Regions from separate parts of the Mus musculus genome. Here region 1 is linked to region 2. A link is a contact called in public Hi-C data. All regions are on one chromosome and are shown on one strand. The core of a region is the stretch at or near the end of the contact, and the rest is flanking DNA. Distances in the headings are between cores, read along the strand shown. Region 1 has its middle 54 kb from the start of Gm26075. Region 2 overlaps Umad1 (UMAP1-MVP12 associated (UMA) domain containing 1).

Region 1 (5,055 bases), core at 1,725-4,224, 70 kb before region 2:
CAGTCAGTGCTCTTAACCGCTGAGCCATCTCTCCAGCCCCCTCACAACTTTTTTTTTTTTTTGAAGATGAAAAGTTTCCAAAAGTTCTTTTACCATAACTTGGCCATAAATATCTTTTTTTGAAGAATTTTCATTGATTTTTTTTTATATACCAACAAAGCCATTCAAGGACATTTTAGTGTCTGTAATTATTTCCAAGTTAACATACAGAAAAAAGATGACTTATTTTTTTCTACTTTGACTTTTGTCACCCGCTCAGCTTTTGATACCCACCCACCTCATAAACATCAGCTCTATCCTCAGCCTCACCCACATGGAGCTCTGCTTCTTGAAAGCAAACACTGCTTCCGTCAAACACAGTCAAGTTTGACTACAGTTGTGCTTGGGGAGTTTTATTTCAGGGAAACTTGAAAACATCTGCATTGCTAAGGTCTTTGGATGGCATGGGCTGCGTATGCTACTAGTCTTGAACACCATGAGCAAGGCTTTTATCTGTGAGTTTTTGTCCGTTGGCTGTTTGTATGTTCATGCACACACCTGTGTGCTAATCCAAGTGGGCACCAGCCATGGTTTGTGTGCTATCGCACATGTGTGGTCAGAGAATTATACATGGTGAATTACAGGTGTTGGTCTTCACCTCGTATCTTGTTTAAGACAATGTCTCTTTGGTGTTCACAGCTAAATATGCCAGGCAAGATGGCTGATGAGCTTTCAAAGAGCCTCCTGTCTCTATCTTCCATTTCTCTACCGAAGCCTTAGGATTACAGACACGCACCTGTCTTCACATGGGTTCTGGAGATTCAAACTCAAGTCTGTATGTGTAGCATGGTCTTTCTCCTCACTGAGTCATCTTTCCAGTGCTATTTTTTAATTGCAATGAGTCAGGGATAAGGATGAAGCTTGGAGTAGCAGGGTCCCTGTCATCCTTTTAAAGCCAAGAGACAGGAGGACATGGAAGAAGGCAGTCTCCCCTCTCCCTCAGAAATCTCTCTTTAAAAAAAAAAAAGAATTAATTTTACTTATTCATTTTACATCCTGATCACTGCCCCCTCCTGGTCACCCCCTCCCACAACCCTCCCCCCATCCTCCCATTCCCTTCTCCTCTGAGCAGTTGGGGACCATATAGGTATCCCCCAAACCCTGGCACTTCAAGTCTCTGCAGGACTATATACATCCTCTCCCACTGAGGCCAGGCAGGCAGGCCAGCTAGAAGAACGTATCCACAGACAGGCAACAGCTTTTGGGGTAGCCTCTGCTCCAGTTGTTTGGGACCCATATAAAGACCAAACTCTACATCTTTTATGTAAGTGCAGGGAGACCTCGGTCCAGCCCATGTATGTTCTTTGGTTGAAGATTAGACTCTGAGAGTCCCAAGGGTCCAGATTAGTTGATTCTGTTGGTCTATGAAAGAAAGCAGTCAGGTGTGTATAAAGTTATTCTTCAAGTCACCTTCTAATTCTTCAGAAAGTGGCTTGCTCTGAACATAAGTCCATTGTTTCTTTTAAGCTTTAAGTATTCATACTGTAATATGGGACATCATAGAAAATGAATAACTTAAATTATACCTACTTTCAAATCTACTGTGAAGTTTAAGATTAAAATGACTTATTTACCATACTGCCTTTAGGTGAGCCCTGAATTTCCACAACCCAGCCCTAGGAGCTTGTCTCTGTACCTGCCTGATGCTCACAGTTGCTGTCCTGGGGGGCTGCAGATCACCCCACAATCAATAGTACCATCTCCACTCAGTCTGTCTGCACTAACTCTCATTGTTTTCAATAGATCCACTACTTTCGTGTTTGGGGGAAACAGGACAACTTTGAGTGGTTCCACAATGGTTCTAAGTTGGTGCCTAATAAAACAATATGCTGTTTCTAATCGCTTTGGGAAATGGTCTCCTAAGGCAGAGTCTAAAGTCAGGACAAAGAGACAGGCTCCTACTCCCGGAGCCATTGGGAAGCATCAGGTGACAGATGACAATTCTCAGGAGACTCAGCTATTCAATAATTTGGTGTTTGTGCTAGTGAACATCTTCAAAGTGAAAAATTAATTTCCCCTTTGGATTATGTTAGATACAGTTTCTAAAGCTGAAGGTTTCCATACCATCCTAGATCCACTTGTCCTCCTAGATTGAATGAAAACATCACATGGTTGTCTCCAACAACACATAAAAATAGATGGAAAAAGTCGTTGTTTCCCATGATTTTATTAACATTCATTTTTCTGTTGTTTGCATGCTTTTGTGTCCATGTGTCTGTGCATGTTTGAGCGCACAAAGGTCACCCTTAAGCATCATTTCTCAGAAGCTATCTACTTTGTTTCTGAAATTGGTTTCTTGCTGGCCTGGGGCTTTCTGCATAAGCTAGGCTGACTGACCAGCAAGTCCCTGAGCCCTTCCTAGAGCGTGTACCACCACACTCGGCTTTTAAAACTCCTAGGTTCTGTGAATCAAAATCTGGTCCTCTTGCTGCAAGGCTAAGCTACCTCCCAGGCACTTCCTTGTTAACCTTCTTCGTGGTAATCTTTAGTTAAAGAAGAAAGAAGGGACCAAGGGACGTAGAGACAGAGGTATTTAGTATTAGGCATTAAAATGAAAGTTAAGTGGTTTATTTTAGGGAGAAAGCATAGATTTCTCTTTAAAGCTTCCAAAAAACAAACAACCAAAACCAAAACCAAAACCAAACCAAAACAACAAAATTCTACACACTTCTAAAACTTCCAAATAATTACACAAAGCTTTCAAACTGGAGGCAAAGCCCTGGGATTTTAAACCCATTCTGCATGAGATGGAAGTCAAGCCTGTCCATTTGCATCTGTTGCTCTAAATAAGGCCTGCTATAGAACAGCAGGGACAAAAGGCCTTTCTTGATCTGTCCAGCTGCCTCCCACTCTTGCCAGAGCATCTCTGGGTGGAGGCTACAGTCTGTGGGGCACGCCAGAGGAGCATGAAATCAACCAGAGCTTTGACCTCTCACTGCTCCCGGCCCAGCCAGCCTAGCCAGACTTCCAGCTCTGAGCATGGCTGTCCAAGCTCCTTTCAGCCAGCTCTGCACACAAGACAGCCTCTGGACAGAAGCACATTCCGAACTGGGAAACACTCAACTTCAGCTTCCTCAGCCCTAATCAAGCAACACTGTGGGGAATTTGCTGCCGCTGAGGGACGGGTTACAGGGAGAAATTTATCATGCCTTTGCAAGGTGTGCCGAAGACAGCAACAAGTCACTAAGTTACTCTGGTGATAAAATACACCGTAAACTGGGTGGGGTGGAATATATTTCTAATCCCAGCTCCTGGGAGACAGAGGCAGGAGGAGTCTTACAAACTCTAGGTCAGCTTTTTCTATATAGTGAATTCTAGGCCAGCCAGGCTACTACACATCGTGGGTATGATTTCATATTTATATTTTACTACCCACCCCATCCCCCAAAGGACAGATAATGTAGACAACAAGTTTTAACCCTGACTCTAAGGTAATTAAGGCTTAGAACATTTTTAGTTTGGGACCATTCTTTGTCAACTACATCATCTCCTCAACTACATCATCACGCCATAGAGTGAAGAGGAGAAATATAGAGAATAAAATGAACCAGATATTTCAAAAGGAAAGGAACACTTGAACACAACCACGCAAAACCCAGGAAACCATAATTAACAGCTTCCTGTAAAGGATGGAGGGTAGCTAGCCGAGCTATTAAATGAGCAATGTGGTGTGCAGAAAGGCTAGTTGGGCTATTAAATCGATGTGGTGTGCAGAGAGGGCCGTAAGGGGGATTTATTGTTGGCAGGAGAGCTTTAAGACTGGCATTTCACAACTTCAGTGCTTTTAACTTTATATTCAGACAATTCCATTCCTACAGTTAAACAAAGCTGACATATGATAAAATCAATACTATTGCAGGTAAGGAGGGGGAGGATGCACAAATGAATTTCATTGATGGGAAGAGAACTGTTTGAGAAGATTTATGTTTGTGAATATATGTTTCTGAGAGGATGGGGAAAGGACATTGACTATCCAAGTTGAACATCAGCTGCTGCAGTAGCTACAAGTCACATACTTGTCTTTGTGTAACCCCCAAGCCAGGCGGGACTTGGTACAGTGGCAGAGAAGACAAACTAGACATAGCCTAGCTATGAGCATTCTGTAAAATGCTCTCAGGACTCTTCATGTGTTTGAATTATCAGCAGTACCTAAGCCAAAATTTAGTTTAGAACATGCTTCTTTGTAACAAATTGCTGTAGTGATTTTTAAAATCACAGCCATCACTAAGGAAGTGATGACAGCCAGCTATATTTAAGTAAGAAATATAAAATAAAGCTAGGGATAGTTGTCTTGTGCCTCCTTAACATTACTACCTCACGTATATTTTAAGAGTTGGAAAAAGTGTCAGAAACATAAAACACAGAATCATATAGTCACTCTCCCCACCGCTAACTACAGTTTTAGTGTCTTGAAGAAATCTTAACTAAACAGTAGGGCCATTCTCAAGAGCAAAAAAACCTAAATATAATATTCACTCTCAAAAATGATCTAGTGTCTATCTCTCTCTATCCCACGATAGTAACCAACTTGTTTATGAATAATTTATCTCAAACCAGTAGACAATTGCATCATGTGTCCAGGAGTATAGCCAATTCTTATTTCACACTACCCACTTGAGACACCCAGGCAACAATGAGCACTACTCTCTGAAGGACATCAACCAGTAAAACATTTAAGTTATATTTTAAGTTGATGAACTTTGGACTCCCCTCCCCTCCCTCCCAGTGTATATTGAGCCAAACAAAGAATTTCCAATAAGAGGGTACTGTGGCCAGTTGACAAAATGACCAGATTTTTGCTGACATAGTTAATACAGTCAAATTCATAGGCTCTAGAATGACTTAGAAGACAAGCTGCAGGGTGTGCCTGTGAGGGGGTTGTTAGACTGGGTTAAATGAGTTGGGAAGACTCAGAAATGGCTGGTACCACCCCATGGGCTGGAGTCCTGGACTGAATTAGGGAAAGAAAACGTGAGCTGAATAACAACAGTCCTGTGCATTTCTCCTTCATGGGAA
Region 2 (4,939 bases), core at 367-2,866:
GACTTTGTGAGGCAGAAATTTATCGTCTGCTCTGAGATCATCACATATATAAGAAGTTTCTTGGATGAGCTAGGATCCCAAGAGACTGAAACTCCCATGATGTGTTCGTCACTGGGGAGCTGTGGCCAAACCTTTCATCACCTATCACAATGAATTGGACATGAACTTGTATATGAGAATTGCTCCAGAATTCTACCACAAGATGCTGGTAGTTGTGCCACTGGCCACGCTTATGAAATTGGGTGCCAGTTATGGAACGAAGGGATTGATTTGACTCACAATCCTATTCACCACCTTTGAGTTCTACATGGCCTATGCAGACTATCATGACCTCATGGAAATCATAGAGAAGATGCTGTCAGAAATGGTGAAAAACATTACAGGCAGTTAAAAGATCGCCTACTACCCAGATGGGCCAGAAGGCCAAGCCTAAAAGACTGACTTCACCCTACCAAAGCCATCAGCACGGTAGAAGAGGTTGAGAAAGCCCAAGGTGTGAAGCTGCCACAAACAAGTCTCTTTGAAATTGAAGAAACTCGAAAAATTCTTGATGATATTTGTGTTGCAAAAGATATTGAATGGCCCCCACCTCGGCCCACAGCCAGGCCCCTTGATAAGCTTGTTGGAAAGTTCCTCCAAGTGACATGATCAGTCCTACACTCATCTGTGGTCACTCACAGATCATGGGTCCTTTGGCCAAATGGCACTGCTCCCAAGAGGGTCTCAGTGAGTGCTTTGAGCCATTCGTCATGAAGAAGGGGGATGTGATGCCCACACTGAGCTGAATGACCCTGTGTGGCAGCGACAGCTGTTTGAAGAACAAGCCAAGGCCCAGGCTGCTGGTGATGACGAGGCCATCTTCATAGACGAGAACTTCTGCACTGCCCTGGAATATGGGCTGTCCCCCACAGTCGGCTGGGGCATGAGGATCGATCGACTTACTATGTTTCTCACAGATTCCAACAAAATCAAGGAAGTACTTCTGTTTCCTGCCACGAAGCCTGAAGACAAGAAGGAAACTGCAATGGCCACTAAAACCTCAGAGAGCAAGCACAGAGACCAGCCCCTCTGTCTAGAAGATACATGCAACTATGGTGTCTGAATCTCAGGAGATCTGGTCTGAGGAAGCGATTCCTGTGTGGCGTCCATCTGGCCACTGCAGTTCAACCACCACAAGAGAGAAGAATTAAAGAATTTCTTTTTTATTCCTTGTTACCAAATAAACCATTTCTCTCCTTAAAAAATAATAAAGTGAACTATGACTCTCCCTGCTAGTATATTAATTATAATATCTTTATCGAATATATGCGCTTCAAAACTATCTAAAAATCATTAAATCATTTTTTTGTTGTTAATGAGAATGCCAAAAGTAAGATTTTTTTAAAAAATGGTTAACTACTAAGAAGTTGAAACAAAACAAAACACAAAACATGTTTCTTTTTCTAGAGAGAAGATATTCAGTTTCTAATAAAACAGAAGACAGAATTTGTTAAAGAAGACCACTTACTTAATCAGAAACTGAAGTCACCGCCAGTGCATTTATGGCACAGGAGGCTGTGAAGCTAACAAAGCCGTGAGCTCTGCCTTCTAAGCATGGCATTACAGTGAAGTCATCAAGAACAGCACAAGAGGTCAGAAGTGATGGGGTTGTCTTTGGCTGCAGCAGCAAAGAGGTCACAAGAGGTAGCGGTTGAATAGAGTCTGAGGTTAAGTTCTTACTCAAGGCATTTTAGAGGTACTGAAGAAAGAGATCTGGGAAAGAAACAGTGATCCAGTAACAGTCAAGTGCACAGATGAGGACCTAGCTGAGGGAAAAGAAGCCTGCTATGAAAATGCTCAGTAGGTAGATTCATCAGGACTTGATGAGGAGGTAAGACAAATGCATCCAAATGACATTCGGCTTTCTTATTTGGTTGTTGAATCAATTGCTAACATATTTTTTTGAAAGGACTTTGTATATACCAGATGTGAATCTGAGTTATAAGGTCTATTTTAATTCTAACAGGTGGTAAATAAATGATCAGAAACAGAGATAACTGTAGTGGAGAAGATGAAACAAAGTTATGTGGTGGCGACTGGGGGTGTGACACTTCAGCAGAGATAGTCATGAGAAAGGCTAGCAAAATAAATGATAGTTTCTATGACAACGAAGAGCCAAGGCAAGCTCTGGTAAGGAGCATGAGTGCCAGCAGCCAACAGGACAAGAAGAGAAAGAGCTCAGCATCATGAAATGACAGGAAGGCCAGTGGCCCAGACGGAAGGCTGGGGCATGGCGAGGAATGAGAATGGAAGGGGAAGGGGTTCCTGGAGCCCGCTCTAGGCTTAAGTGCTCATTCTCCTTAGTGAGAACTCAGCTAGTCTCAAGCCAATAAACAGTGTGCCTGACATTTACTTTGGTTTGCTATGTTACCAGTAGGCTCTAAGGGAACACTGGAGGTAGAAACCTGGCACAAGTGGTGGCTTTGTGTTCTAACAGTGGCAAGGCTGAGGGACTGCTGGAATCCAGAGGCTAGGATGACAAGACATGAAAGAGATAAAAAGGAATGTGAAGGACAGAGTGGAGCCAAGGATGCCTCAGGGATTCAGTTCTACACCTGCCATAGATAATGGTGATATGTCGAGATGATGAAAACTTGGACAGAGATGCTTTGGGGCTGCAAAAATCAACAAGTAGACCTCTCCATGGTCAAGTGAAGGTTGAAATGTTTAGATATAAGTAAAATGCAGTCTGCTGGCTAGACAGTCCCATACTCAGGGCCATAGGCTCATACATACTACACTCACTGTGGGAGTTGTGAGTCTCTCACCAGAGCTTAAAACTCCCAGATTAGATGATAGTTTTTTTCTACGTGAAGGTATAAGCAGTACAGACTATACAACAATGTTTTCATTGTTGGGTTTTTAAAGAAGAGAAATAAAGAATTCTATTTTAGGTGTTTAAGGTAAAGACAAATAATTTTGACTTTTTTATGATAAACCATAGATAGCCTCTTATGATTTAACTATGTGGTTTCCTCTGGAGCACCCGTTTCTTTTGTGCTCTCTGATAGCGAACACTGGTTGTTCCATTGCTCAGAAAGCACTTCTAACTCATCTGAGTATGTACACTGCCTCTGAGGTACTAATGGAAAGTCTAGAACACAGCCTGACAATGAGCTAGCTCAATTCCCTGGTGACTCTGAATGCTCCTTTCCTTAAGAAGGAGCCTTGGAAGACTCCAGACCGACAAGTAAACTGTCAAGCTGTATAGACATATCCAGTACATCCTTTATTATGCTGCAGTTCCTCCCACCCCCACCTGTTTGGTTTGACATGTGGAAACTGAATTCTTAATGTAATAGCATTAAGAGATGTGGCTTTGGGGAGATAATTAGGTCGTGAGGGTGGAACCTTCATAAGGTGGACTGTTTCCTTTAATAAGGGGTGACGGTCAAAGCTCCATGTGATGACACAAGAAGGAACCACCCATGAACTAAAAAAGCAGGCTCTCTTATCTGATAGCAAAGTTGCTAGCACCTTGATGTTGGGGTTCCCAGTTCTGGAACTTAAAATGACTTCCTACTGTCTGTAAGCCAGTATACAGTATGGCGCTTTGTAACAGTAACCTGATAAAGACACTAAGCAATTAGAACTTACAAAGTCATGGTGGCTACTTCCTGAGCCTCCAGCAGAGCAGTGCTTTATTCTGATCACAGGGGGTCACATGGTCAACACTGAGCAGTGCTTTATTCCAATCACAGGGGGTCACATGGTCAACACTGAGCTCTCGCTCTGTGCTTGAAGTGAAGTGAAATTGAAGAGATCACGTGCTTGGTGCACAAGGTAGATAGTTTCTTTCTTGCATCCATTTCTTTCATCATTATCTACCCAGTTCTTTGTACTGTGTCTTAGGTATAGTCACGGTTTAGTAAATATTTGTGGAATGAATGAATGAAAGAATAAATGCAGGTAAGTAAAAAAATAAAATGATTTTTCTTCCTATTCATCAGTTTAAGTAAGTTTTCCCTTGATTATAAAACATTTGCTTAGTGAAAATTATTAAAAATCCCTTAAAATAAAGGCAACTTTCTACTTGTAGCTCATTATTAATTAATGAATTGTAATGAATGTATTCATTTGACAGTCTTCTTGGGCACACACTCTGGATCCTGTGCTGAGACAGACAGGGCAGACCCTGACCTCACTGATGCACGTGCTTTCGTGCTGCAGGAAGACGTGCGAATGAGTCACTGTGCAGAAAGCTGCACAATCACGCCGATCTCTTCCACCTAAGTAGTAAACTAATGCCCAACATTCCCCTAAGCCTTAAAGATAATTACTTCAGTGATTAGATACTATTAATACATTGTGCATAGAGAACCCTAACATACTAACATTCCCTCCAGGATAAAACAACTTTTTTACGGAAAAAGAAGACATAAACTGTTTTTCTCCAGAATAGTCGAGAAATATTGTCTGACAATAGAATTCTCAAAATTCTCTCAAAAATAGACTGCTCTAACTCAAGAACTCTACTTTTCTCTCTTACCCCCTCCTCTTTCATTTCTTGACCCAGAAACCCCACAAGAGCTGGGCAGCCTCTCCCAGCAGCTAGCTCAGCGCTGCTCTCACTGACCCCCGGCTTCTCCGTGTGAGTTGTTGCTGTGAATCAGCCAGAGACTCTGCACGCAGAGCCATCGGTTGCATCCCGGGATTCCCGCTGCCTTTTCCTTACCTCCAAAGCCTGGCTGCCTTCTGCTTCAGAAGTTTTACATCTCACTTCATTTGCTGTAGCTCCTATAAGACAGAGGAGAACTCTTCTGTTATAAGGACAATTTTCTTGGGTTTGTTTGCAGTGTTTTTTGGTACTGTACGCTTCATGCTATGGAAGCAACCACTATTTCCTTTGTTACAGAGTAAACAAATTAATTTTAAGGAGAAAGAAAATATATTTTTTCAC

Evidence for each region. A called contact is a pair of places that touch in the nucleus more often than the background predicts.
Region 1: a Hi-C map of muscle stem cells shows a contact between it and region 2, with 1.6 times the contacts expected there. The contact joins two enhancer-like sites. A contact is called at or near these places in 3 of 39 promoter capture datasets (the C10 cell line, the HPC-7 cell line and pre-B cells) and 3 of 484 Hi-C or Micro-C datasets (muscle stem cells, nephron progenitors and regulatory T cells).

The regions. Positions count from the first base shown.
Region 1 is chr6:8,444,915-8,449,969 of GRCm38.p6, reverse strand. No RefSeq gene overlaps it. Among named protein-coding and RNA genes, the nearest start is that of Gm26075, 54 kb to the left of the region's middle. Within about 2 kb of position 2,974, at least 77 of the 459 cell types and tissues checked have an H3K27ac peak or open chromatin away from gene starts, as enhancers often do. A contact at or near this core is called in muscle stem cells, where this site is marked.
Region 2 is chr6:8,373,743-8,378,681 of GRCm38.p6, reverse strand. Umad1 (UMAP1-MVP12 associated (UMA) domain containing 1) reads right to left here. Exons shown (of 4, transcript NM_001302354.1): 3 at 4,715-4,776. It also overlaps the pseudogene Gm8428. Among named protein-coding and RNA genes, the nearest start is that of Gm46952, 31 kb to the right of the region's middle. Within about 2 kb of position 1,616, at least 8 of the 459 cell types and tissues checked have an H3K27ac peak or open chromatin away from gene starts, as enhancers often do. A contact at or near this core is called in muscle stem cells, where this site is marked.